Linked DNA regions of Mus musculus: all the other regions are linked to region 5. The links are chromatin contacts, called in public Micro-C and promoter capture Hi-C maps. All regions are on one chromosome and are shown on one strand. Each heading gives the region's core, a stretch centred on a gene start, on an enhancer-like site or on the middle of the called end of the contact. The rest is flanking DNA. Distances are from core to core; before and after follow the strand shown.

Region 1 (5,424 bases), core at 1,570-4,069, 1.1 Mb after region 5:
ACAAACAAACAAAAGGACAAGTATTTAGGCATCGTTAGGGATTATGCTGTGTAGTCATATGCTGTGTGTAGGTTTTCCTTCCAGATCTATACCTCACTAGATCTATGTAGTTGGCTAGGTTTCCCTACCAAGCATGACTCCCCTCTTGCTGAGTGGCCTCACAAACTTTTTTGTTTGTTTTTCAAAACAGGGTTTCTTCTGTGTAGCCCTAGCTGTCCTGGAATTTGCTTTGTAGACCAGTTTGAATAGGCCTCAAACTCAGAGATCTACCTCTGTTTCCTGGATGCTGGGACTCAAGGTGCGGGACCACCACCAGCCGGATCCACAACTTTTAAAAATATGGGTGAAAGGGCTGGAGAGCTGGGTTAGTGGTTAAGAGCACTGGCTGTTTTTGCACATGACCCAGGTTCAATTCCTAGCACTCACAGAGCAGCTTACAACCCTCTGTAACTCTGGTTCCAGGGAATCCAACGCCCTCCTTGGGCATTGGGCGCCTGCAGTGCACTTACAGAAACACTGGAAAAACACTCAGGCACATAAAATAACAACAAACAAATCTCCACAAAAAGGTAGGCAGATTTCTGAGTTCAAGGACAGCCTGGTCTACAGAGTAAGTTCCAGGACAGCCAGGACCACACAGAGAAACCCTGTCTCGGAAAAAAAAAAAAAAAAGTCTTCACAAAAGACACAACAAAATAACATGGATGAAGATGTGCCAGTGGATTTGAAGTCTCTGAAGACCGTCTGGTGAGTATCGATACAGCCCAGCCGTCTAAACGTGGCAGTCCTCAGTAGACTCTGTCCTTGTCCCAAATTAAAGCCAGGTGACCTTCATGGAAGATAAGATCAATGTCCTCACTGTTGAACCTTTCTGTCCCTGGCTTATTTGCAAAGGCCCTGGCCAATGTCAACATTGGGAGCCTCATCTGCACCACAGGGGCTGATGGGTTTGCTCTAGCAATTGGCCCAGCCCCTTTCACCTCAGCAGCCCCAAATATCTCTCCTATTCATAGGGCAGAGAAACAGGAGCAGGATTGTGGAACTACCGAAGCTACCCAGGGACTCTTACTTCTCAATGGCCGGACTGTATGGTAATCTGGGTCCCCCATAAGTGGGTGGGCATTAAATGGGGAGGTCACTCTGACCTAGAAATGACAGAAATTGTGCTGCACTTCCCATATCCTTACCCCTTTGCTAAACAGAACATAAGCTTGGAGGTAGGTGGTAGATTGGGGGTTCCCTGAATCTTGGGCTCCCTGCAGACTATAACCTTCAAAGACATGGTCTGCATGTTTTGGGGTTCTCCCTTTTTCCAGGGTGCTCAGCTCCTGACATGCATAGCCTCCGACTCATCCTGATGTCAATCCAGCTGCTTTGCTATCTCCTGCTGTGTCCTGTGGATGCCACTTCACACGGAGAGGCAACCAGTGTCTCTACGGTGCTCCCTCCCTCGAAGTTGGGATACCAGATGCAGACCTCAGACAAGCCCTTGTCCTGCCAGATGCTGCTCCCCAAGTCCCTGCCTGGCTTCACTTACATGCCCCCTGTCTCCAAATTCCTGGTAGGCCTGGCTCTAAGGAATGCTCTGGAGGCAGCTGGCTGCCAGGCTGAGGTCTGGGCTCTTCAGCTTCAGCTTTACCGATTAGGAGGTGTGGAGGCTACACAAGCCCTCATCCACCATCTCCAGGAGCTCCAGAAGAGTGGACACACAGACCGGGAAGTGTCTGTGGATGCCCTGTCCTCTGCTCTGCAGCTCTTAGCCTGGGAGCAGCCAGGTCCAAAGAGGGCCAAACGTTCGATTTCCAACACAGACTGCGACAATGATCAGGAACAGAGTGTCCACAATGTGGTTGACCTACTACCAGCAGTAGGCACCTACTACAACCTAGGCACAGCTTTGTATTACGCCATTAAGAACTGCTCTGACAAGGCCAAGGAACGAGGTCGAGATGGGGCCATAGATCTGGGTTATGATCTCTTGATGGCCATGGTAGGCGCGTCAGGGGGCCCAGCTGGTGCGGTGATCACGGCTGCTCTTAAGCCAGCGATGAAGGCTGGGGTTCAGCGGCTGATCCAGTATTATTATGATGAGAAAGAGGTGACCACCCCTCAGCCAGAGGTGACCACCCATCAGCCAGAGACCGGAAAGGATGCCACCACAGATATCGGTGTTGTGGAAGAAATAGCCATGTCTAATTTTGTGTCAGAAGTTGAAAGTACAACTTCTAACTGGGAGTGGCCTTTATTAAAGAACTATGGTGTCTTGGCGTACAAGAGATAGTAACAAAACAACCAATAAGTGGAAAATTCTGACAAGAGAAGTGTAGATGGATGGATGGGTGGGTGGATGGTTTGGGATACTGTCATCGCTTGCCAGTAATTTCCTTCTTGAAACTTAGATTTTTACACTCTAATGGGGCTGGCTAACTTCCACCTGAACAAGTGATTATAGAAATTAAAAAGCGTTATCATGAACCCACAGTATTTATCATTCATATCCTCAAAAATACCTTATTACCTCAGCTCTTCCCTCCCTATCCTAAGGGACGCAGGTCCCACCCTTTCTATGGAGTCCTAGGTGCCTTCACGCACCCTGGTTTCAGTTTCCTTTCCCTAGAACTCACGGTTCGGTTCGGGTAAATCAGCTGCTAGAATTCCTGGCTAAGACTTTAGTTGGGCTCCGCCCGACTAGGGGGGCGGGAGCGGGCACTAACGAGCTTCTCCCTCTCCGCCAATCACTGAAGTCGGCGGTGTGGTTTCAAGCAGCTTGTCCAGCCCAGCGCTGAACGGGGTTGTGTTTCAGCCAATGAGAGTGACACGCGGGGAGGGCGTGGCTAAGCTTTCGGTCGCCCCACCGATCCCGGAACGCCGAGCGTCCACAGCCGGGTGATCCATTCCGCCAGCCGGGTGACCCATTCCGCTGTTCGCTATCTTGGTCCGCCGGAGTCGGGGGAGGGTGGAAAACGGGTCCTTGAACCGCTTGGAGAATTGGAAGTTGCAGCGAGAGCACTGGAAGGAGCGGCACTGGACCCTCAGAAGGTACAGGCCCCGAAAGGGTGTGCGGAGCGGGGCGGAGGTGCCAGCCGGTTCCCGGGAAGGGCTGCTGCCCCGGGTGATGCCCCTGTAGACAAGGCTTCTGCTCTCTGGCTGAAGTCGAACACCCTGCAGGATGCTGCACCGCTGCACAGTTCTACTTCTCAACCCTGTCGACTTCCTTCCAAAACTCCTCCGCAACCCTTGCAGCTGCTCTATGTACCCATTATGATCCTTGTCATAAGCCAAAGCTTTAACCTCTGCTCTGCGAATCTATTTACTTATTTGTTTGCTTCCTTATTATATTTTTAAAATTTGTATGCATGTTGTGTTTATGTACTAGGTGCGTGCCTGAATTGGCCAGAAGAGGGCCGAATTTACTAGGACTGGAGTTAAGATGGTTGTGAGCAGCCATGTGGGGGCTGGGAACCGAACCCAGGTCCTCTGGAAGAGCAGCCAGTGCTCTTAACCATGGAGCCATCTCTCGAGGCCCTTTACATAATTTTTGATCCTTGCACAAATAAATAAATAAATAAGAAAGACATCCTTGATCATTATGTGTGTGTGTTTGTATAATATATATATATACACATATGTATATATATATATTATATACATATAATACATATAAACTATAGTCCTAGAGGTGAAACTGTTTGCTTAAGGTTACACACAAAGTCTAGTTTATTTCAGAAAACCTTATTCAGTGCAAAACTGATATCGGAGAGTGAAGCCAACTAGAGAAAGTACTTTGTTGCAGCCCCTATAGCCTACGTGCAGTTAGTTCACTTAGGCAGACTTTGGGTGTGAGGGTTGAGACAGGGTTTCTCTGTGTAGCCCTCCTGTCCTGGAAACTCAAAGATCCACCTGCCTCTTCCTCCCAAGAGCTGGGATTAAAGGTGTGCACCAACACCACCCGTCAAGTTTTTGTTTCTTAGAAGCAATACAGGCATATAATTTAAAGAGTCAAGTACCCGTTTGGAGCTGTAGCTCAACCAAAGCTTTCACAGAGAGTAAGGCACGAGGATCAAGGATTGCAAGAAAGCTAAAATGAAAACAAACATTTTGTTTGAAGAGAGATTGGATCAGGGCTATGGAGATGGTTCTTCAGTTAAGAGCACTGTCTGCCCTCCCAGATGTCCTGAGTTCAATTCCCAGCCATGGTGGTTCACAACCATCTATAATCCTAGAGTCCTATAGGATCCAATGCCGCTTCTGATCTGTGGGTGAACATGCAGACAAAACATCCAACATATACATAAAATAAAATTTTTAGAAGGAGAATAATTGGATCTCCTGCCCAATCTCTTCCCTTCTCCATTCCTGCCTTTAAGGAAAGAAAGTCAACGCCTGGACTCTAGGTGGCAATGTTTGCTCTGTAGTAGAATCATGTGACCTTTAAAGAACACTTGTGTTTCTTCTAAGCTTTTCAGCTCTAGGTACAATAAGAGTAAGATTTTTATTTTTTCCTTTTTATTTATTCTTCTCTCATACATCCTGACCATATCCTCCCTTTCCTTCCCTTCTCCCAGTGCCCCCACCCCATCTCTCCTCTCCTCCAGATCCCCTGCCTCTCCCCTGTCAGCAAAGAGAAGGTCTCCCAGGGGTATCACCCAAACACGACATAGCAAGATGCAGTAAGACTAGGCACAAACCTTCAGATCAAGGCTGGCCAAGGTAACCCAGGAGGAGAAGAAGGGTTCCAAGAACAGGCAAAAGAGTCAGAGACACTCCACTCCCCCCACCCACCCCACACACAAGCTAAACAATCATGACGTATTTGCAGAGCACTCATCTCAGAGTGTTGCAGGCTCCATGATTGCTGCTTCAGTTGCTGTGAGCCCCTATGAATCCTGCCTCGTTGATTCTGTGGACAGTGTTCTCATGGTGTCCTCACCCCTTCTGCCTCCTACCGTCCCTCCTCCCCCTCTTCTGCATGGTTCCTCCCCCCCCCCCCCGCCCCCTGCCAAAAAAAAAAAAGCAATTAAATGATTCCTAGTGATTATTCTGCTGTACTCAGATCAGTGTCTAGGGGCTTCCTGTGGCAGCTGGTGGGAGCAAGATGAAGTAGTTATTTATTTATGTATTTATTTCATGTATATGAGCACACTGTGGCTTTCTCCAGACACACCAGAAGAGGGTGTCAGATCCCATTCCAGATAGTTGTGAGCCACCATGTGGTTGCTGGGATTTGAACTCTGGACCTTTGGAACAGCAGTCAGTGCCCTTAACCATTGAGCCATCTCTCCAGCCCCATGATGAAGAAATTTTAATTCCCATTATAGATAAGGGACAGCATCAAGAAGGGGAAAGTGGGCGGGCACACATGGCTCTGCCTGCTTTGTGGCAGGGAAAACAGTTTTTTTTTTTTTTTTTTTAGATTTATTTATT
Region 2 (5,251 bases), core at 1,277-3,776, 1.1 Mb after region 5:
GGTTATCAGCTCCTGTTACAGATGGTTGTGAGCCACCATGTGGTTGCTGGGAATTGAACTCAGGAACTCTGGAAGAGTAGTCAGTGCTCTTAGCCGCTGAGCCATTTCTCCAGCCCTGTATTTTGAGTCTTCTAACTTAGCTTTAGTAACAAGGATTATAGACCTGTATCAGGCTCAACCCATATTCTGCAGTTTAGTTCCTTGTTTTTGAGACAGTTTCTTGTTGCCCAGACTGGTTTCGGAATGACCTTGAGCTCCTAATCTTCCTGCCTCCACTTCCCAAGCGCTGGGGTTACAGGTGTGCTTCGCTCCATGTAAAATTACTGTGTCATTATATTGGATACTGTGAGGAAACTCAAGTGGAAGTAGATTTTGATTCATAAAGTAGTTTATTGAGTGAGGTCTGATGGCACCCTTCTGTATACCCAGTTCTGGGGTTAATATGAAGGGAGGATTACAAGTTCAAGTCTAGTTTGGACTCCTTACTGAGAATTCAGCTCAACAAACCAAAAAGTAACCGATTTACTCCAAGTATCTCAAGCTCCTTAACTCCCGTGGTCTGTGAGGTCTCTTTCAATTATGAGTCTTTAATATGGAGATTTCTGTGTAGGGACTGTCTGGGTCTCTTAGCACCTAAGTCCTTGTATGAAAATTTAAATCTAAGGACCAGCGAAGCCAGAGATCCTTTGAGTTAGGTGTTCTCTATTTTGATGTAGGATTTCTTGGTGTGTGGAATACCCAAGTGCCTATGTCCCCCTTGCCCACCCCATTACTATTTTATTTTGTTTTTTTTTTTTTTTTTTAGATAGAGTTTCAGGTAGGCTAGGCTGCAGAACATCCATAGATGAAGTCCCGATGCATCTGCCTCAGGGTTCTTTCTTGAAGTTCTACTTGCTTGCCTTTATTGAGAGAGAGAAAAATCACACACACACACACACACAGAGAGAGAGAGAGAGAGAGAGAGAGACAGAGGGACAGACAGAGACAGATAGACACTTAAATTTATTTATTATGTATGTGTGCCACAGTATGAATGTGAAGACAACCACATTGAGTCTCAGGGATGGAACTCAGACCCTGACAGTTGGTAGCAGTATCCTTACCTGCTGTACCATCTTGAAATCCTCTTTCACCTTTTTGAAAAGAAATACATTTTTATTTGGATGAGGGGGGTGTTTTGAGACAGGGTCTCACTGTCTAACCTTGGTCGGCCTAGAATTCACTACGTAGACCAAGCTGTCCTCAAATTCACAGAAATCCATTCTGCCTCCTGAGTGGTGGGATTGCCATCCCACTTAGCCTGGTTTTTGTTTGTTTGAAACAGGGTCTCATGTAACCTGACTAGCCTGGGACTTGCTATATAGAAGAAGCTAACCTTGAACACTAATCCTCCTGCCTCAGGATTACTGCCATTACAAATATACCTCCACTATGCCTGGCCCAATAAATGCTTTAAAAGTTTTATTATTGGTGTTTATTATTGGTGAGAACTTTCTTCCACAGGCACCTGTTGAAAGGGATATTCACCATGTAGCCATAGCAAGCCTGGTCCTTACTATCTATGTAGCCTAGGCTGGCCTCGAATTTGTAAGGGATTCCTGCCTCTGCTTTAATAATGCAGGTATTGTAGGTATGGACCACTAGTGGCACAGGGCCTTTAAAAACAGAGATGACAGAGCTGAGTTTGGGCAACCTAAGACATCTCACAGCCTGGACCAATTCCAAAGCAGTTTAGTACACAGCCAGTACCCCCAAATATTTTAGACACGGTGACACACTCTCACAGGAGAGGGAGAGGCAGTAGGATCTCTTAGTTGGAGATTAATCAAGAACCCCTCAGAATAGCTACAGCTCAGTTGACTCAGTTTACTGTTTATCTCTCTCTTGGGGTCAATGTCCAGCTCCACGGTCTAGGGGAATTTTGACAGTCTAGGAGACTTGTTTCTTGGGAAAATTAGGGGACCTCTGGGGACGACACAAACATTGATGGGAATTTCAGATGGATGCCTCTAGAAATAGAGAAAAGGTGGCCACTTGGGCCACACTAGAAGTCAGGCTCCCGCTTCCTTTTTCTTCCCCACATCTAGAAGTCATAGGAAATGCCAGTGAGTTTCGGGGGTACAGGGTCAGAGGTATTGGAATGGCTCACAGGCACAGCAAGATGAAGGTCTATACGCCGGGAATGATGAAGGCCACGCTGGGAATACCCACCGGGCGAGTCCCAGTGCTTAGCCTCTGGCGCCCCTTTAGTCTAGTTCTTATTCAGGGAGCGTAAAAGCTTGGCTTCAAAGTCTAAAGTTAATTTTGCTTAACAAAGCCTGAGAGCGAAGGGATTACTTTTCGTAACACCAAATAGATCCGCGCCTGATTCAGTTTGTCCCCGGTGGCATTCCGTAACCTTGTTTTGGCGGAGGCTACGTCACTCTCCTTCTCAGGCGCTGCCTGTACCTGGCTTTTTCTGATTGGCTGGGATGAGCCCGTGGCCCCCGCTGATTGGAAGCGATGGCTGCCAATCCACCGTCCGTCTTGCTTGGGTTAGGTTGAGCTAGAGGCGGGGGAGTAGTAGGGAAACTGGAATTTCCCGCGGAGCTGACGGCGCTTTCTCTACCCCCTACTCGTTTGAATTCCACGCGCTCCAAAATATCCGCCATGGAGAAATCTTGGTAATGACCCATTCCCCGTAAGCATCCCAGGAACACGTCTTGACCTTTGCCCTAATCCTTCCCCTCCCGTCCCCTGCGCTGGGGGAGAATTCTGGGTAACCAGTTTCTCTGGTTCGCTCAAAGAATTCTGGGTAGCTATCCGTTTCCATTACTTCCCCCTTACCCCCGCCCCGTTTGTGGGTAACTGGCCGTTCTTGTTACCCACCCCCTGGAGAATGCTGGGTAACCACTGTAAAGGATTCTGGGAAACTGGCTTGTCTTGCCCCCTTCACCGCCCAGCCCCTTTGTCTCATGTCCAATTCTAAGAAACAAGCATTTCAGAGCTCTCCCCCGAACTCCAGCCCCTATCAAACCCGCTCCCTTCACCTTGTGGTTCAGGAGAAAGGGAAGTCAAGAGTTAGATCATTTGGTGGGCTGGCAGGGAACTTAGGAAGTTTAGAGGTGCAGAGTAAGGGACACTGTCATGCCACTCACAGTACAGCGTTGCCCTTGTCCTCTTCATGCATGCTTCCGTCTTTGCCTGGCAGTCTCATCCCCTCTGCCTACCTGATTGTCCTGTCCACATAGAAGATACTTCCAGTACCTAGGCCTATCCCTGACTGCGCTGCCTCTTTCCCTTGCAGGCCAGAATGTCCATTCTAGGTTCACTGGTGCTGTCCTCCTGAAGGCTGGGTCACTTGTCTGTAGGAAGCGTGGCAAGGGAGGGTGTGACTCCGGTCTGACCAGCGGCCACTATCGTCATGAACTTTGAGGGTCTGGATCCTGGACTGGCCGAATTTTCCCCAGCTATGCATTCTACCCTGGACCCAGTCCTGGATGCCCACCTGAATCCAAGTTTGCTACAGAATGTGGAGCTAGACCCAGAGGGAGTGGCCTTGGAGGCTCTTCCTGTCCAGGAGTCAGTGCACATAATGGAAGGTGTCTACTCTGAGTTGCACAGCGTGGTGGCTGAAGTGGGAGTGCCTGTGTCTGTCTCCCACTTTGATTTACATGAGGAGATGCTGTGGGTGGGGAGCCATGGGGTAAGAACTATACCCCTTTCTGAAGGCTGAAAGGGTGTATTAGAAATCTTTATCTGGTCTTTGCCCAAGGACAGCTCTTTGCAGGTAGTCAAAACTGAGTTGAACTGATGAGAGTTAGCTGGGTCTTTCAAACCAACAAGGGAGTGGAGAGATTAACTACATATTTAGTTTCATAAGGCATTCCACTCTGTCAGTTCTCCTATCACTACTGTGTTTTTGCGACAACATCTCTCTCTATAGTCCAGGCTGATCTAGAACTCACAGCAGTCCTCCTGCTTTTGCCTCCAAAGTGCTGAGTTTCCTTGTATGTAACCATATCTGACTGTTGTTTATTGTTTTTGTTGTGTTGTTGTTTGTTTATTGTTTTTAAAGACAGGGTCTCTCTATCCCAATCTGGCCTTAAACTTTATGTATAGCCAAGGATCGTCTTGAATGTCTGATCCTCCTGCCTCTATCTCCTGAGCGCTGGGAAGATAGACACCAAACCCATATTCAGTGTATGTTGCTGAGATAAACCCCGAGGCTTTTTGCACAGCAGGCAAGCACTGAACTCACTCCTACAGGTCAAATCCTGGTTTTGTTTTGTTTTGTTTTTTGTTTGTTTTTTGTTTTTCGAGATAGGGTTTCTCTGTGTAGCCCTGGCTGTCCTGGAACTCACTTTGTAGACCAGGCTGGCCTTGAACTCAGAAATCTGCCTGCCTCTGCCTCCCGAGTGCCTGGTTTTGTTTTAAGATAGGGTTTTGCTGTGTAACCCAGGCTGGCCTCAGATTTACAACCCTAACATCATCTCCAGAGTGCTGAGTTTATAGGGGTATCACCAACCAAGCTCAGCCCATGTTTTGATTAACTATATCCATCCCTTAGTTTATAGCCATCCATACTCTTTAATATTTTACCCAATTTAGAATTGGGAATGGGGTCGGGGTTTGAAACAATCTCAGTATGTAGCACCTTCTGATCTGGGACTTACTATGCAGCCTAGGGTGGCTTTGAACTAGGGGCAGCCTTATCTCAACCTCAAAGTGCTAGTGTTTCAGGAATGCACCACACCTCGTTTATAATTGCAGAATGTTTAATGAATGTTTTTGGATACCTATTGGAGTTATTTTGTCTTCTCTTTCTGATTGTTAGTCTTAGCAGTTATCAGTGTTAATTTTCAAGTGTGTAATAATATATGCTATGAGGCCAAATAGTTTTTGTAAGACCTTGGTTTACTTATTTACGATTTCATGGGGGTATGAATTGTTTTTCCATTAGGAGAAATGAACTTTTTCACCGATGTATTCAGTTCAGTAAGTCAGGCATGACTACTGCTGTGCTCGGCACAGGGAACAGAACTGAATGCAGCATAGACCATAGAACAGGCATGGTTGTTCACACCCTATAACCTTGACTTGGAGGCTGAGGCAGAAGGATGGTAAGTTCCAGGCCAGCATGGATTACCATAGTAAGACCATGTTTCAAAAACCAACTGCCACCACCAAAACAGAGGTCTCCCTGCCTTTACATCCTCAATGCTAGACTCTGAGGCATGCGTTGTTGTGCCTAGCTTTGCACTTAAAAAAA
Region 3 (5,572 bases), core at 216-2,715, 1.1 Mb after region 5:
CCCTTCAGCAGCCTCACCTGATGGGGACAGCCTCTGGTTACTTACGGCACTGGAGTTCAGGCCTCTGATCTGCTAGCTAGTCTCTGTGGATAATTAACTATGGGGGAAGGAACCAGGTCAGACTATTCTGGGGTTATGAGGAAACCCCATGTGAGATGCTAAATTGGGAGCCAATATTGATCAGTGAAGCTTTGAAGTCCCCGGGGAGGTGGTCTAAGGTTATTGCTTCTCAAGAGGCGCAGCTTCTCTTGATAAAGTTCTCTCATAAGAACTACCTGACTTCCAAGCTAGAACAACACTACTGGGCAGATATGAATATGTATATGAGAAAACTTGAGGAAATAGGGGTTTTCTTTCTCTTTTCCAAGTCTAAGCCACAAACTACATCCTCTATAAACAAGGACTATCTGAACTTGGCTTACATGGATACTGAGACCTCTGCACTTTGTTACTGTCATGTGGTGAGATAAAAGGATTGTACATTTGAGGCTTGGTGGTTACAGATAAGGTGCTCTGATCATTGGGTCAGCTTCTCTCCACCCTTAGGCCAATTTCACAGTAGGCACAGGAAAGTACAGAAGTTCTGAGGTGTTCTACCCCGGGGCATTTAAGAGTGATGTGTAAGATCATTAAATCCTTGTGTCATTCACTGCAATGTTTTCTGAGGGAGAAATAAGAGAGAGAGCCAAGTAGGATAAACGTCCTCGAGTCCTTTGGAAATACTGTGAATGATGGGACGAAAAGAGAGTGTCTAACACCTGATCTTGAGTGGAGAGTTGCAGCTCCTGATCCTGTGTCTGAGGTGGGCTGGCTCTATGGGGTTTTATGATATGGGGTTTTATGAAGAATGTCAGAATCATAAGGCCCAGGACCCAAAGACTGAAAGGTTCCTTCATATTAAGGGGGCTTTTGTAAGACTTAGACTCCATATAGTTCACAAACATCACTAAACATTCAGGCTTCTGGTTTTGCTCTTCTCCACATAACGGGGTCAGTATCTGTAATTTCAAGATTTCTTCTGTTCACAAATGACCATCAAGCAACTAACTCTGGCATCATAGCGGGCTTTCTGCGTGATGTCACCTCCACGGCCATGAAGTCATTAACCAAAGACATTCTTTAAGAAAGCATGCCAAGCAGGTAGAGGAAGTGCAATGGTCAGTTGCAGTGTTCAGTGACCTTCAAACGTCGCGTGCTGGAGCTTTATCTTCAGCATTCTCCGGAGAACCCGAAATGTGTTAAGGGCAAAGGGAAAAGCCAAAGAAGGAAGTTAACTGAGTTCTCAGGCACATCCTTAGACACCTACAATCCCTTTCCCACCCACTCCTAATTAGCCTAATCCGTACGGTCCAATCCTCCCCGCGATAACATCTGTCAAAGGCTCAGATCCCGCCCCTCTTCCATTTTGGGCCAATGGTCGAGGCCGGGGTGGGTCGCCGGAGGGGGGCGGGCTCAAGTTTCGGGCAGAGGGCGGGGCCTCGCCGAGGACCCTGGGCTGGGCGCCTGTGCCGGTTTGTCTACCCTTCCCCTCAGCCGCCTCCTTTCAACCTTGTCCGCCGGTTGGCGCGGTCTCCATCACAGCGGCGACCGCTCCTGTTGCAGCTGTAGCTCTCTCCCTTCGGTCCCTTCCCGCCAGGTCCCGGAGTTTCGCCCGCCATGGCTCTACTCACTGCAGCAACCCGGCTCTTGGGAGCCAAGGTGAGCTTAAAGGAGGGAGCGCGCCGTGGCGCGCGGGGTGGGGCTGAGGCGACCGCAGGGCCTCCGGCACCGGCTCTCCCTCCCACACCGGAGCGCAGCCCTCCGCGCCTTAAAGGGGCCCGACCCTGGCGAGCCGCCAACCCTTCCCAGAGCTCCTAGGCCATGTGCTGCGTGCCCTTCCGGCTAAGGTGAACGCTGCCGGCCCCGGCCTGCAGCCCCCGGCGGCCGGGAGGCCCGCCTTCTGTCATATCAAGTATCCAAGGTGCAAGCGAGGGATGCAGGGCCCTGGCTGCAAGGCCAGAGAGCAAAGATGTGGCGTGGTCCCCCGAATTAGGGAGAGAACTGTTGGAGGAGGAGTGGGGGATGTATAAATATGCTCACTTGGTCACTGGGGCTAATTTGGGCTCTGCTTTGTAGGGTGAGTCCTGTCAGGACCTGTTTCTTTCCTCACTGTAATTGAAGCCTGTAAGTGACCCCGCCGTTTTAGTTTTGTTAGGGGACTAGAGCCCCCCAGCTCCTCTTTGTCCTTGGGACTCCTGCACTTAATGTATATAGGAGGAGCTTGAATAGGGTGGGGCATTTCTGTTAAACCTGCTGATTATGTATCACATCAGGCTCTAGGTAGAACCAGAAAGGTTGTTCCTCCAAGCTACAGGCCAATAAATGAAGACAGGCGTGAGGTAGTAACACCAAGGTCACATGACTCAATTCTACTACCTACCAGGAGTACTTCCCCTTATTCCCTGGCGGCCCTTTAATTTGATGGTTTGCCTTTTGAATTCTGAAGTTCAAGTCCAAGTAGGGATAACTCTTAATTTCACGTTATCACTACTTTTTTGCTCAGCATAACTTGGGCCTTTAAACAGAGACCCAGCTATGCTGAGGGAATTTCAGCTCTAACCCAAGTGGGGACAGTCCCACAAATGACCTTGGCTTCTGTTTTAGTTTTAAAGGAACTAATAGGTTTTTCTCATCAGTAGATAGTTTGAAGCAAAGTACACCTGGAGGAAAGAAAAGACTTAGAATGGTATTAACTTTCTGTGTGAGATGCATAGTTGTCAGATGTACCACAAAACTTGTAGGGTTTATCTTGGGGCTTTTCTGTGTCTGGCAACAAGGTAGAGACTGGTTATTTGGTAGACACTTGTCTTACTTGGCTGTTGCTACTGCTGCTGCCAGGGAACTGGGTAAGGAAACCTCTTGGGAAATGAAGCAAGTTCTAGACGGTGTTTGGCAGAATGGTGGACCTATAATTAGATCGGTTCAGGAGCTGCTAACCCAGACCAGATAGTCTAACACAACAGTGAACTTGAAAAAGCCTTTGGTTTTACTTTTTTTTTAGTTTATCTTGCTTCATAAAGCCCTAGGAAATGTCATAATGCTTTGGGAGGGTGACTGGGCCACATTTGTGTTGTCATTCTTTACTTTTATGTTAGAAGTGAAGTTGAGGATCCCAGAAACTTTGCTAGTCTTTTGTACTCTGTTGGTCAAGTTGCTTGAGTTGCTTGAATCTCAGTGTGCCTTGCACTGAGCATGATGGTACGTGGCTGTAATCCCAACACTGAGGAAACGGAGACAGTGGGTACATAGTAAGTTTGAGGCCATCCTGAGCTACCTGCTTCTCCCAAGAGGTGAGGCTTACTCTTGAAATCAGCAAGGGCAGCCAGGTGGTGATGTCACACACCTTTGCCTGCAATCCCAGAGGCAGGTGGATCTCTGTGATCTGGAGCTGGAGACCAGCCTGGTCTACAGAGTGAGTTCCAGGATAGCCAAGACGACACAGAGAAACTTTGTATACAAAAAACAAAAAACAAAAAACAAAACAAAAAAACCCAAAACAACAACAAAAAAATCAGCAAAGCCCAGAAACAGGACATGGGGACTCTCAACTGTAAAACAAACACTGGGAGGCTTAGACAGGAGGATCATTACAAATTCAAGGACATCCTGGGCTTCACAGATGCACAGACTGCACAAGTGTGAGTGATTGCTGTGTAAGCATAAGGATTGAGTTCAAATCCCTACCTCCACCTAAAGGCCACGTTTAGTTACATCACCTATGACCCTTATTGTGCTGCGGTCGAGGGAAGAGTGGAGTCAGATGGAACCTCAGGGTATCCTTTGCCAGTCAGTCTGTCAGGAACCAGGTTTTAAGGAGACTTTCTATTCAGATTTTAATAATAAGGTGAAGACCAGTGGAGGAAGACACCTGAAGTCACAGACACACAGGGAATGAGAACAGCAACAATAAAACAAAAACACAAAACTGTCAAAGTCTAACAAAGTTAAGGAGTAGAACCTGGAGAGGGCCATGCAGCATAACTGGGAGTCTGGGGAGCCTTTCAGCATATCAGCATTGCTCTTATCTGCCTAAGCTTTCTAAATTAGACCCGTTCCCTTAGTCATTGGTGACCAGTTTTACTTTTTAATACTAAGAGACTTTAAAGACTGGTGGTGGTGCACATCTTTAATCTCAGCACAAGGGGGCGTAGAGGCAGGCTGATCTCTGAGTTTGAGGCCAGCCTGGTCTACAGAGTTCCAGGATGGAGGAAGCTACACAGAGAAACCCTGTCTCAGAAAGAAAAAAAAGTGGGGCTGGAGAGATGACTCAGCAGTTAAGAGCACTGATTGCTCTTCCCAAGGTCCTGAGTTCAAATCCCAGCAGCCACATGGTGGCTCACAACCATCCTTAATAAGATCTGATGCCCTCTTCTGGGGTGTCTAAAGACATCGACAGTGTACTTACATATAATAGATTAAAAAATGTTTGACCCGGAGCAAGCGGGGCAGACAGAGAAGAAAAAGTGTGTGAAGACAGCTACAGAGTGCTTACATATAATAGATAAATAAATCTTTAAAAGAAAAGAAAAGAGAAGAAAAGAAAAGGCTGAAAATAATGGAGATGGAGGTCAGTGATTTGCCTCAGTGATGTGCAAGACTCTGGGTTTATACCCTTCAGTGTGTGTGCCTGCAACTAATGCAAGGTTGTAATTCCAGGACTTAAGAAGCTAAGGGAGGAAGATCTCAAGTTCCAAAAGTTTCAGACCAGCTTGGGGCTACATGAAACCTGTTAAGGAAAAACAAACAAACAAAAACAATTAGAAAAAGGAATTAAAAAAAATTTTTTTTAACTAAAAAGTAAAATCTGTCAAGACCTATAGATATATAAGTAGACCTTGGCCAGGAGGTATGTAGCTCATACCTATCATTCTTGAGCTTGGTTTTGTCCTGATCTTTTCATAGCTGATCTGGGATTGGATAGGAATTGGATAGGATTGGGCCACCAGGTCACCTTTAAGCTTTTGAAGTCAACATGCTTTATCAGCCTTATCTAAAAGGAATATTGTTTTAAGAATCTCACCATGTAACCCAAGTCTGGCCAAGAACTCTTTCTTAACCCCCATGTTAAGTCTGCCTCAAGGCTTCACCATCATACCCATCCTAAAGGGGAATTCTGTGTCAGTGAGAATGACTTCTCTAGGCTAGGGTGTTTGGAACTTTGAAAAGATCAGTGCAGTTTTACATTAACAGTGACTTGCAGCATGTCCACACCACTACTTTCTTCCTCCACTCCCCCCCCCCCATTACTTATTTATTCCTTCCCTCAAGATAAGATTTTTCTGTGTAGTGCAGACAGGCCTCAAACTCAGATACACCCGCTCTGCCTTCTGCTCCCCAGGCACTAGAATTAAAGCTGTGCACCACCATGCCCAGCTTCACTGCACATTTTCTATAAGCCCTAATCTGAAATTAATCTCAACAAAGCAGAGTCATTTTTCTCGGGTGAAATAGGCTTAACACCCAAAACTTTTGAAGGCAAAACTCTAATCTGTGGACATTTACCTTCCTTGACCAAGTGGGACTTAATGTTAAT
Region 4 (5,091 bases), core at 572-3,071, 1.2 Mb after region 5:
GCAGTATGCCTCCAGGTGGGGCTGGGAAACAAACTCGACCCTTTGCAGCAACGAGTGTTCATCACTGAGCCAACTCTCCAGTCCCTTATAGTTTAAATTTTTTAAAGCATTTTTGCTATAGCTGGACATGGTGGTGCACGCCTTTAATCTCAGCACTTGGGAGACCGGCCAGCCAAGTCTAAATAATGATACCGATTATCAAAATAAAACAAAAGCCTGACATCCTGGTAGCCAGTAAAGTCCATTTAGTCCCAGTGCTTAGGAGGCAGAAGCAGGCAGATCTCTGAGTTTTAGCCCAGCCTAGACTACATAGTTCCAAGGTAGATACCCAGAGGTATGTCTTGAGACCTTGGCTCAAACAACAATAACAAAAAGCTGTGACTTAATTAAGTCCTGTAATAAGTGGTTTCTTAGCATGTTCAATCCCCAGCACTGCAGAAAAACAGCAGCATGGTGGCACATGTCTATAATCTCAGCTCTAGGGAGGTAGGTGGAGGCAAGATATAAGTTCAAAGTCTTCTTGACTGTATATCAAGTTCAAGGCCAACCCTAGGCTATGTGAGAGCCTGTCTCAAAATGTGTGTGTGTGAGATACCTATGATGCAGCTCTGGCTATGTAGTCCGTGGAAGCTTCAAGCTTAGATTACAGGCTGTACTACCTAGTCGGTTACCTTTCTATGATGTAACACAATTCTAGACTAATACACGTGCAGAACAACTAAGGTGGGAAATTTAGGTTGAAAGGCTGGCAGCGAAAACGTTGCTGGGGAGACAAGTGGCCCAATATGAATCTTACCCACTACTGGTACATGGTTATTTATTTGAAGGGGAAAAAAAGGAATGCTCACCCCATGATCCTACGCTCCGAGTAAGCCTTTCGCTTGTTGGTAAAGGGGGCAGCAAAGCCCATGAAGGAACGACTATGAGGTAGGCCAGCCTCCGCTGCCAAGGCCTGGGCAGCGCGAGGCAAGAAGAGATTACAGGAAATCAGAAACCTAGCGCCAAAAAGAAAGGAGAGGCAGCGTCACGATTCTTTTTTTGTATTCAACCACTTCAGGTGAAGGGGAAGAGGGATGCATCACAGAGGAAGGTCGTTGGTTCGGGCAAGCTTTTCTGCCCCTAGCACCTGCTGCAGCTAGCTGGGCTGGCTGGCCAGGCAGTCACGAGTGCGAAAGGTCGAGGGCGGCTGAGGACAGGGCCAGGGGTGGGGATGGGAAAAAGAAGGGCACGTCCTAAGTGCCAGCTGCCTTTGAGGCAACACTACTGCTGCAAGCAAACTGAAGCATCTCTGACGCCAGGGTCAGGCCAGGCACATCAAAGCCAGAACGCCGGCGAAGGCCAAGAAGTGGCTGGCACGCACCCGCCCCGAGCATCTAGCTTGTACGCGTATCTCCAGAACTCCATTCGAACTCCCAGGGCACCACCAATGCCAGCCCTTCTCCGGCCTGCCGTCTAAGGGCTGCCACCCTCCACCGCTGAACTTCGGGGTGCCGGGCGACCCCCTCCGGTCCTGCGCGGACGTCTGTGCCTGCCTCTCACCTCATTGGACGCGGCGGCCGCGGAGGGCCCGGGGGCGGGGTCGGGACGGAGCGCGCGCCCCGGCAGAGCGAGAAGCCGCAGCAGCTCCGGGCGGCCGCGCGCGTCGGGGCCGGGAGCCTCCGCGCGCCCGCAGAGGCCATGCGCGCGCCCCTGCCTGGCACTCCCGGCGGCGGCGAGCTGTAGGGGAGGCCGGGCAGGAAGGGCGGCGCGAGCTCCGGCTGCCTTCGCCCTGCTCCGGCCCGCGCGCCGGATAGGCTGTCACTGAAGCGGTGACCGCAGCTCTGGGTCCCCTCACGTCACGCCGTTGCCAGGGATCGGGAGGAGGGAGCGCGAGGAAGGAAGGGACAACGCTGCCTGTCGGGAGATGTAGTTTCTTTGACACCTCTGGCGTGAAAGAAAGGGCGCTGGGTGCGTGTCGGAGGAGCTGCAGAGATGGCTCGGGGGAGCGAGATCGCCTGGCACAAACTACTTGGCGAGTCTGTGGTCACAGGACCTGATACGTAGACGCAGAGGCGACGTCGTGGGCGTGTCAACGGCAGATGGCTGTCGATGTCCAGAGGAACGTTTCTCAGAGCCCTTTAGAAGGAGAGGCTCTTTTCATCCTACTGGCCTTTGCAGTGCCTGCTGCCGGTTTATGTCTTTGGAAAAGGATATTAACTTTGCAAGTTCTGGGCTGACTTGTATAATCTCTCCTAGATCTACACGCCCTTCCCCCTTCCTCCCCTTCTCGTTATTCGAGACAAGACAATTCAGGCCTTGAATTTGCAGTGCTCCTTCATGAACGTCCCTAGGAGCAGAATTTCCTCCCTAATATTTATGGAAAGAAGTCTGAGGCAGAAGCAGGAGGGTTGCCACGAGTTCCAGGCCAGCCTGGGCTACCTACCCAGTTTTAGAGTAGCCAGCTCTAAACAAGAAGCAAGCCCTACTGTCAGACCAAACCAAACATAAGACATGGTTTGTTTGTTCTTTGAGACGCCCTCGCTATATAAGCTTGGTTGCCCTGGAACTCTTGGATATCGTCCTGACTCTTAGCTGCTGAGATTACAGACATGCATGCTCTCCAGGAGGGCTTTGGGGTGTCATGATCTTGCTCTGTAACCTGCACTGACCTTGAACTCATATGCACCTTCTTGCTGCCACTTCCCAGTTGCTGGAATTACAGGTGTGAGCTACTACTAGCCAAAATTTACTTTTAGAAAAAAGCACCATCACTGTCGGGGAAAAATGTGTACTCAATGGAGGACGAGACATCACAGGCAGAAAGCCCAAAGGTGAATACTACGTCCCAGGATTCAAGGAAAAAACAAGCGCTCTTGGGAAAAGTATGACCAAAGGAAAAAGAGAGAAGAGAAATAAACTACAAATTAGAAAGAGATTAGCCTAGACGGGTGCAAGAGCAAGCAAAATTCTCCCGACTGTCACAGAGCAAGCTCTGCTTTCCCTACGCTGGGTTAAAGCTCCCCACATTGATTCGAGCTTTGCCTGACAAAGGAAATGTGCTGGCAGGAAGAAGACAGGCAATCAAAGCTACATTGTGATACAAGTCAAATGCTTTACACAAATAAGGTCATAGACTCAGAGTCAAGACGAGGCTAGCCAGATGGCTCAGTGGGTAGGGGTGCTTGCCACCCAGTTTGCTCTGAATTCAATCCTCAGGACTCCCCCCCCCCCCCCCGCCCCCATGGAGAGAACCAGCTAAACACACATCACACAACACACATGTGCGTCTCCCACACCCACACACACACCATAAACATACATACACATTCTCATGCACACACACACATTCACATTTATACACTCACACACATACACATTCTCACACACACACCATGCACACACACATACTCATTCTCATGCACACACACACACACACACACACACACACACACACACGAGAGCATGAAACCTCCAGATGCAGAATGAGTGCATTTCTAACACTTTTCCTTCCAAGCTCTTCAGAGAGAGCCTGCTGTGTCCTCATTCCCACGTCCCTTCCCTTCCTTCCAGTTCAAAGGTGGTGTTCCTTCTGCGTATGACCTTGAAGGGCAGCCTACTCCTTCCAGCTTCAGTCTCTAGTCTGAACCCACCTCCTCTGACGTCTGAGACAGCTGCTCGGAGTGAGGAGTAAGGTTGGGCAAAAGAGGGAAGTTAACTGGGATATATGGCTGAACTGTGACCTCATTAACACCACCTTAACAGAGTTAACTGCCTCAGAAGCCCTAAGGCCCAGGAGCCCTACAAAACCAATGTGCTTGCTGTTCTCCAAGTAATTAAATAGCTAATTACTCCCATTTAATCCTTCCCTAGTTCATTCTCCTCACCTCTTGTTGTCCTCCTGACATTTTACACCAATAACTTCTTTTAAGTACTGACTTCAGAACACCTCCTCCAGGAAGACTCTCTTGACTGAACCCATATCAGTACTGCTCTGAATACCGGATTTCATAAAAATAAGCATGTATCGTATATCTTCTCCTTGTTTTATGTGTTGTGTTATACTTCCTGGGCTGCAAACATTTCAAAAAGAGACACTTGCCATAACTTTTCTTTAAAAACACAAACAAAAAACTTTTGTTTGGGAGCTGGAGAGATGACTCAGAGGTTAAGAGCACTGGCTGCTCTTCCAGAGGTCCGGAGTTCAGTTCCCAGAAACCACATGGTGGCTGACAACCATCTATAATGGGATCTGATGCTCTCTTCTGGCATGTAGGCATACCTACAGGTAGAACACTCGTATACATAAAAAGTAAAATAAAACCTTTTGTTTGGTTTTGAGATAAGGTCTCATATAGGCCAGGCTTTCTTCAAACTCATAATTTAACTAAGCAAGGCTGACCTTGAACTCCTGATATCCCGCTTCACGAGTGCTGAGGTTACTGGCTTGTGTTGCCATACTTGACTATAACTTATTTGTTCGTTTTGAGTCAGGGTTTCTCTACTTAGCCCAGGCTGTCCAGGAACTTCCTACATAGGCCAGGGTGGCCTCAAACCCTCAGAGATCTGCCTGCCTTTGCCTTCCACATGCTGGGGCTAAAGGTATTTGCCACCATACACAGTTAAGCTGAAACTTCTAAGTTTCTACCTACTGACCAGTTAGTATGGTAAAGTATATATACTGAGTATTTACATTTGTTTTTTTGTTTGTTTGTTTGTTTGTTTGTTTGTTTTCGAGACAAGGTTTCTCTGTATAGCCCTGGCTGTCCTGGAGCTCACTTTGTAGACCAGGCTGGCCTCGAACTCAGAAATCCGCCTGCCTCTGCCTCCTGAGTGCTGGGACTAAAGGTGTGCGCCACCACGCCCGGCTGAATATTTACATTTGTTATCGTTGTGGGGTACCCATCAGAGAAGACTACTCAGTCATAGGTTTAAGCCAATAGAAAGTCTTTATTAGCCGGTTGGCAGCTACACTGGGTGTCTGGATTCCAGTGTTACTCCTAGTCTTTCTCAGGGTGATTTTTTAAAAAGATTTATTTATTTTTATGTATATGGGCAGACTGTAGCTATACAGGTGATCCTTCATGTGGTTGTTGGGGATTGAATTTAGGACCT
Region 5 (5,648 bases), core at 1,149-3,648:
AGCTGTGAGAAATTCTAGAAAAAAAAAAAAAAAGAAAGAAAGAAAGGAAGAAAGGAAGGAAGGAAGAAAAGGAAAGGACAGAACCCCAAGACAGCTACATGCTTTGTTAGGGGAAAGAAAATGTATTTTTAAGGTGTAGAGAGTTAGTGGGACTCTGAGGGGCTGACAACAATGCAGAATGCAATGCCCCTACACTCTGGGTAGCGCCATACAGAAAGGACACTTCCAGATCACTCTGACCCAGTTCTCAGCAGTAGGTGCCACCTGCCTAGGCGAAGGTGGAGGGAGAAGGGCTGATCTCTGAGAAGATGAACACGTTAGGCGTCTGCTCCCCGGGTGCAGTTCAGTCGACAGCAGGAAGGATGCAGGTGGGATGCAGGAGGCATAAGCTCCCTGCGTCTCCAAACCTTGCAGCCCACTCACTCAGGGGAGACTCTTATCCGTCCTTTCTCATCTGTGTTACTACAACCCCTGTCCCCCGCTCGCGCCTCTAACAGTACATCTGCACAAAACTTTAATCCCCAGCTTATATTAAGTCCCTCTCCCTAGCTTTGGGCTCTGCAAGGGCAAGGCCCCGTCTAATCGGCACCTTGCAGGTTCAGCTAGTCTAGTGCCTGGCACACAGTGGTCCTGAACCGCTTATTAAGTGAATAGACAATGCCTGTCCTCATTTTCTCACTTGACAAAGGTTGCAGTCTAACCTAAATCCCACATGCCACAGTGCACGCAACTGCTCTTGTCCTCGGTAGGAAAGAGGACAGAACATATTCCTTCAGAAAGAAAAGAAAAAGAAAAAGCTACTTGAGAGTCCCAGCCTAAAATTCAGCTTTTCCTGCCTGCTCCTTACCACCTGCTAAGCACGCTGAATCATCGCTAAGACATATGTTCAAGGAGTTTCTCTGTTCTAAATCTTGAGGTTCATGTGTGCTGGCTGGAAAGCGAGGTGTTGATGGTATTTTGCCTAAAGAGCGTGAGGTAGGTCTTACGGGAAAACCCTCCCCTGTATGTACATGTTCCACGGGGATGGGTAAGTCACCTGGAAGGTACTAGGGCAGCCTTATCTCCACTAGTCTTACCCACAGCAAATGCCTTAAATGGAATCCTCGCTAAAGATAATACCCCTGAGAGCAGCCAAGGCAGAAGGGAGCTAACTGACCGCCAGCGATGTTCCAATCAGAACATAACAATGTGGCCTCTTCCTCGCCCCCTCACACCTCCACAACACATCATGTCTACAACCCAAAGAAGTGGTAATCAAAATAGTCCCTGTCAAGCTCAAGATAACTGCATGCTTCCTACTCCCGACCTAAGTAAGGAGAAAACCAGCCATGCCTCACTAGCCTTGGTTCCTCCACGATATCCTCAGGACAGGAGGTGCACTGGGCCCATCGGTCTCAGTTGCACTGTTCCGAGCCCCTTCTGGCACCTAAAGTCCACCAATAACGTCCTTGCCACCACGGCTCCTCAACCTTTCCCTGGTTACAGGTGACTCCATTTATAGCAAACACCATCACTCCAGCCAACAATGGGGACACAGCTAAGCCCAAAGACATATATTAGCATTTCGACCTCAGAGAGGGCATCCCTAGGGTAGAGTGGGGTAACTTCTCTGAAACGCTGAATCTCTGGAAAGGGCATGCAGGGTTAGAAGGTCCAAAAAGCCTAGAGGCATTCCCAGAAAAAGCCAAGGTTCGAAAGTCAAGGGCTGGGGCTCAAAAGCAAGGTGGAGAGGAAATCAAACTACTTCTCTGGCCAGGCAGTAGTACCCAGACACGCTTCACGCACTGTCGCACCCAGACCTCACCAATAACCCTTCAGAGCCACTCCCCTTAATGTCCCTCTGGCTGCAGCCGGATCCTGGCCAGTCCCTGTAGCCTGGGGCTGGACCTGACAGGAAGGAGTCAAGGAACAGAGCTGGATATCAGGTGAAGATGGAACTCTAGGGGAGGAGTAAAGGGGAAGGGGACAGACAAGAGTCTCCACCAGAAGCCACCCCGGGGGACACCGGGGAATGGTGCGCTGGGAACCAGGCCGGGCGGGGGAGAGGCGGCAGCGCGAGGACCCGGATGATCCTCGGGCCAAGGGGCAGGAGCCGGGGTCCCGCCGGTTCTTACCGAGTGAGCGACGCCCCACAGGAACACGCCCACCAGCGGGTCCGCGGCCCGGAACACCTTCACTTTCTGCTGTACGAAATGCTTCTTCTTGGTTTTGGAGGCGAAGCCGAATCCCGGGCCGGGGCCTCCAGCTGCCGCGGGTGCGGTGGCGGGAGGGACGGAGGAGGACGCCATAGTCTCCCGCGCACCCGAGCGAGTGGAAGCGGGAGCTAGCCGCGACTCCGAAGCCCGACCCGGAAGCGGTGCTCACCTGCGCAGCCGTCATGTGACCGGAGGCCCGCCCTCAGGCGCGCGAGCGGGGCGGGGCGGGGCCGGCGGGGATGGCTCCACCCCCTCGGCTGCCGGGCGGTCACCTGGCTCGGGTTGCACTCACAAGGATGCGGGGTTGGCGCTGTGCAGGGCGGCGCTTCTGTCGCTTCCGGTTCTGTCCAGTTTCTAGTGGATGAGCTCTGTCCGTAGGCGAACGTTCTGTTTGAGACCGGTCTCCTTGCTTAGTCCAGGCTGGCTTCAAACTTGCTATCCCCTGCCTCATTCTCGGTATAAAGTTTGGGTATTACGGAAGTGAGGATTGGTCCTCCATGAAGTTGGGGTTGCAGACTCCATGAAGTTGGGGTTGCAGACATGACAAATTTAAATATATACATTTAATTGTTCTATGTATATAGGTGTTTGGCTGGCACGATGTAAGTTCAGTGCCCCGGAGGCCAGAGGAGGGCGTCGGATCCTCCGAACTGAAGTTGTGGGAGCTGGGTGTCAAGTATGGTCCTCTGGAAGAGCTAATGCTCTTTTTTTTTTTTTTTTAAAGATTTATTTATTTATTTACTATATGTAAGTACACTGTAGCTGTCTTCAGACACTCCAGAAGAGGGCATCAGATTTCGTTACAGATGGTTGTGAGCCACCATGCGGTTGCTGGGATTTGAACTCAGGACCTTTGGAAGAGCAGTCGGCGCTCTTAACCACTGAGCCCTCCCTCCCTCCCTTCCTCCTCCTCCTCCTCCTCCTCCTCCTCCTCCTCCTCCTCCTCCTCCTCCTCCTTCTTCTTCTTCTTCTTCTTCTCTCTCTCTCTCTCTCTCTCTCTCTCTCTCTCTTTGTTTTTTGGGTGTTTGTTTGTTTGTTTGTTTGTTTTGTTTTGAGACAGGGTTTCTCTGTATAGCCCTGGCTGTCCTGGAACTCACTTTGTAGACCAGGCTGGCCTCGAACTCAGAAATCTGCCTGCCTTTGCCTGTCAAGTGCTGGGATTAAAGGCATGTGCCACCACTGCCCGGCTAAGTCATGTCTTCATCTTCTGGAAATATGAAATTTTAGGTCATGGCCCCAAGTTGATTTTTTTTTTTAATTCGTTCATTAATTCATCTAGTCAACAGGTATTTACTGAGAACATAATTGGAAGCCACTACCATTTTGGGGCTGATTCTCCTCTGGTTGAAGCAAAGGAAAAATTCTACCCTAGAGGAATTAAAAGTCTAAAGACGCAGACTAGCCAAGGAGAAGGCTGCAGTATTAAGAGATAAGGACATGCCGGGCAGTGGTGGTGCATGCCTTTAGTCCAGCACTCTAGGAGGCAGAGGGAAGCAGATCTCTAAGTTCCAGACCAATCTGGTCTACAGAGCAAGTTCCAGGACAGCCGGGGTTACACAAAGAAACCTTGTCTGGGAAAACCAAAATAAATAAATGAAAAGGTAAATTCAGAGCAAGATGTTGAAAGGCTTCCTAGGGAAAGAGCAGTATACAAAGATGAAGACCAAAAGGAAGACAGAAGACATAAAGACATAAGGCTAGAGACGGGACATGGGCACAGGAGACCCTCTTTGCTTTACACTGCTAGAATGTTTATTCTGACATTCCGGTGGATGACGAACATTGCCAAAATCCGTATACTGATGGTGAGCTAACCCAGTGAAGATGAAATGGCATCTACAGGCACAAGGTTTGAGGCCGGAAGTGTCCCTCAGTGCTACAGTGTTTGGCTAGCATGTGCAAGACCTGGGCTCATTCCCAGGTTCCACAATAAATAAAGAAGCACATGACTAAATAAAAACAGCTCAAGGTCAATTTGGAAAATTCACTGAGGGTGTGAGATTCAAAGGACAGGAGGAAGTCCCAGGCCGTGGCTACACCGAGAGGCTGTGGTGACTGGAAAAGGGCCCAGTGTTTAGCAGAGCCATCTGGACTGGGGATACAGGTTTAAGGATTGCCGTGGACTCTGTGGTCATGAGTGACTTTTCTCAGAACAAGCAAAGGACACTGGGACAGAGTATCATAAAAGAGGCCGGTGCAGCGCTGTTGAGATGCGTCTGTGTAAAGCCACGCCTGATGACCTAAGGCCTACCCCCAGAACCTATATGAGGGAAGGAGAGAAACAACTCCCACCCGTTGTCTTCTGACCTCCACATACACGGGCCTACCCACACATACACAATAAATAAATGTAACGTTTTTATTAGTTAAAATAGAGCTAGAGAGACGGCTCAACAGCTAGAGCACTAACTGCTCTTCAGACGACCTGGGTTCAGTTCCTTACATCCACACCGTGGCCAGGGATCCTGTCTCATCCTGCACAGTTTGGTCCTGGAAACCTGACTTGGGGTGGGGATAAAGAAGGGACAGATAAGCCGGGGCACGCCTTTAATCCCAGCACTCCGGAGGCAGAGGCAGGTGGATCTCTGAATTCGAGGCCAGCCTGGTCTACAAAGTGAGTTCCAGGACAGCCAGGGCTATACAGAGAAACCCTGTCTCAAAAAACCAAAAAAAAAAAAAAAAAAAAGAAGAAGGAACAGATAGACACAGAAGAAACCATAGACACACAGAGACAAAAGGTGGTGTGTGGAGAGCTTTGGGTGCCGCCTTCTAGGAATTTGGCAGGAATTTGACATTGGGCTAGGACAAGAAAGTAGGCTCTGGCAGCAGATGAATGTGCTGTTTATATCTTGATGGGTCTTGTTAAGACTCTGAATACAGTGGTCATGGGATCTGTGTTTATGCTTCATTCCTTAACTACTTTGTTTATGCCTTAGAGCTGACCTTATTCTTTGCATGTACTTAGAATGGTCTAAAAGCGGGCTGGAGAAAAATAGATACGCTTTAGCCTCTGCACTGGCTGGAGTCATGTTATAATGTTGTCTACTTGTCTTTTTCTTTTCAGTCCTCCCTCCCTTCCTCCCTCCCTCCCTCCCTCAAGACCCAGTTGACTGACTGAGCTGGCTTGGTCAGTGGAGTTAGGTGCACTGAGCAACTCAGAAACATTGTATGCAGCAGAAAGAGCAAAGGTTATAGCTAGTCCCAGGACAGGAAGCTGTAGCTTGCTTCTGAGTCAGCTGTAAAAAAAATGTAAGTTCAACTGTGCACGTGGTGGTAGTGCAAACCTTCAAATGCCAACACACAGAGGCAGAGTTGGGTGGATCTTTGAGTTCAAGTCCAGCCTGGTCTACATAGAGAGTTCTAGACCAGCCAGAGATACATAGTAAGACCCTGTCTCAAAAAACAAATATGTCCAGAGAAAAGAGAGCCATCATTTGGCTGTAAGGGGAAGGG

Evidence for each region. Promoter capture Hi-C pulls out the DNA fragments that hold promoters and counts their contacts. Hi-C and Micro-C count contacts between places; a contact is called where the count stands out from the background.
Region 1: a promoter capture Hi-C map of liver shows a contact between it and region 5, with 2.8 times the contacts expected there. The contact joins the promoter of Stat2 here to the promoter of Pip4k2c in region 5. A contact is called at or near these places in 7 of 39 promoter capture datasets (the C10 cell line, hippocampal neurons, liver and 3 more) and 2 of 9 other capture datasets (liver and pancreatic islet).
Region 2: a contact with region 5 is called in a Micro-C map of embryonic stem cells, with 9 times the contacts expected there. The contact joins the promoter of Pan2 here to the promoter of Pip4k2c in region 5. A contact is called at or near these places in 2 of 39 promoter capture datasets (liver and pre-B cells) and 1 of 484 Hi-C or Micro-C datasets (embryonic stem cells).
Region 3: a contact with region 5 is called in a promoter capture Hi-C map of neural stem cells. The contact joins the promoter of Cs here to the promoter of Pip4k2c in region 5. A contact is called at or near these places in 6 of 39 promoter capture datasets (the C10 cell line, cranial neural crest, embryonic stem cells and 3 more) and 1 of 115 datasets of contacts at active chromatin or transcription factors (large pre-B cells).
Region 4: a promoter capture Hi-C map of hippocampal neurons shows a contact between it and region 5, with 6 times the contacts expected there. The contact joins the promoter of Coq10a here to the promoter of Pip4k2c in region 5. A contact is called at or near these places in 2 of 39 promoter capture datasets (hippocampal neurons and neutrophils).

What each region holds. Positions count from the first base shown.
Region 1 is chr10:128,267,679-128,273,102 of GRCm38.p6, forward strand. It overlaps Stat2 (signal transducer and activator of transcription 2), which reads left to right and starts at 2,820. Exons shown (of 24, transcript NM_019963.2): 1 at 2,820-3,039. Apof (apolipoprotein F) reads left to right here and starts at 1,021. Exons shown (of 2, transcript NM_133997.3): 1 at 1,021-1,091; 2 at 1,317-3,572. The coding sequence starts at 1,334. The coding sequence ends at 2,281.
Region 2 is chr10:128,300,809-128,306,059 of GRCm38.p6, forward strand. It overlaps Pan2 (PAN2 poly(A) specific ribonuclease subunit), which reads left to right and starts at 2,527. Exons shown (of 26, transcript NM_133992.3): 1 at 2,527-2,663; 2 at 3,287-3,685. The coding sequence starts at 3,404.
Region 3 is chr10:128,336,262-128,341,833 of GRCm38.p6, forward strand. Cs (citrate synthase) reads left to right here and starts at 1,466. Exons shown (of 11, transcript NM_026444.4): 1 at 1,466-1,698. The coding sequence starts at 1,657. It overlaps Gm51822 (a long non-coding RNA gene), which reads right to left. Exons shown (of 2, transcript XR_003949053.1): 2 at 878-4,765.
Region 4 is chr10:128,367,159-128,372,249 of GRCm38.p6, forward strand. Coq10a (coenzyme Q10A) reads right to left here and starts at 1,822. Exons shown (of 5, transcript NM_001374700.1): 1 at 1,540-1,822; 2 at 849-995. The coding sequence starts at 1,679.
Region 5 is chr10:127,209,224-127,214,871 of GRCm38.p6, forward strand. It overlaps Pip4k2c (phosphatidylinositol-5-phosphate 4-kinase, type II, gamma), which reads right to left and starts at 2,399. Exons shown (of 10, transcript NM_054097.3): 1 at 2,115-2,399. The coding sequence starts at 2,288.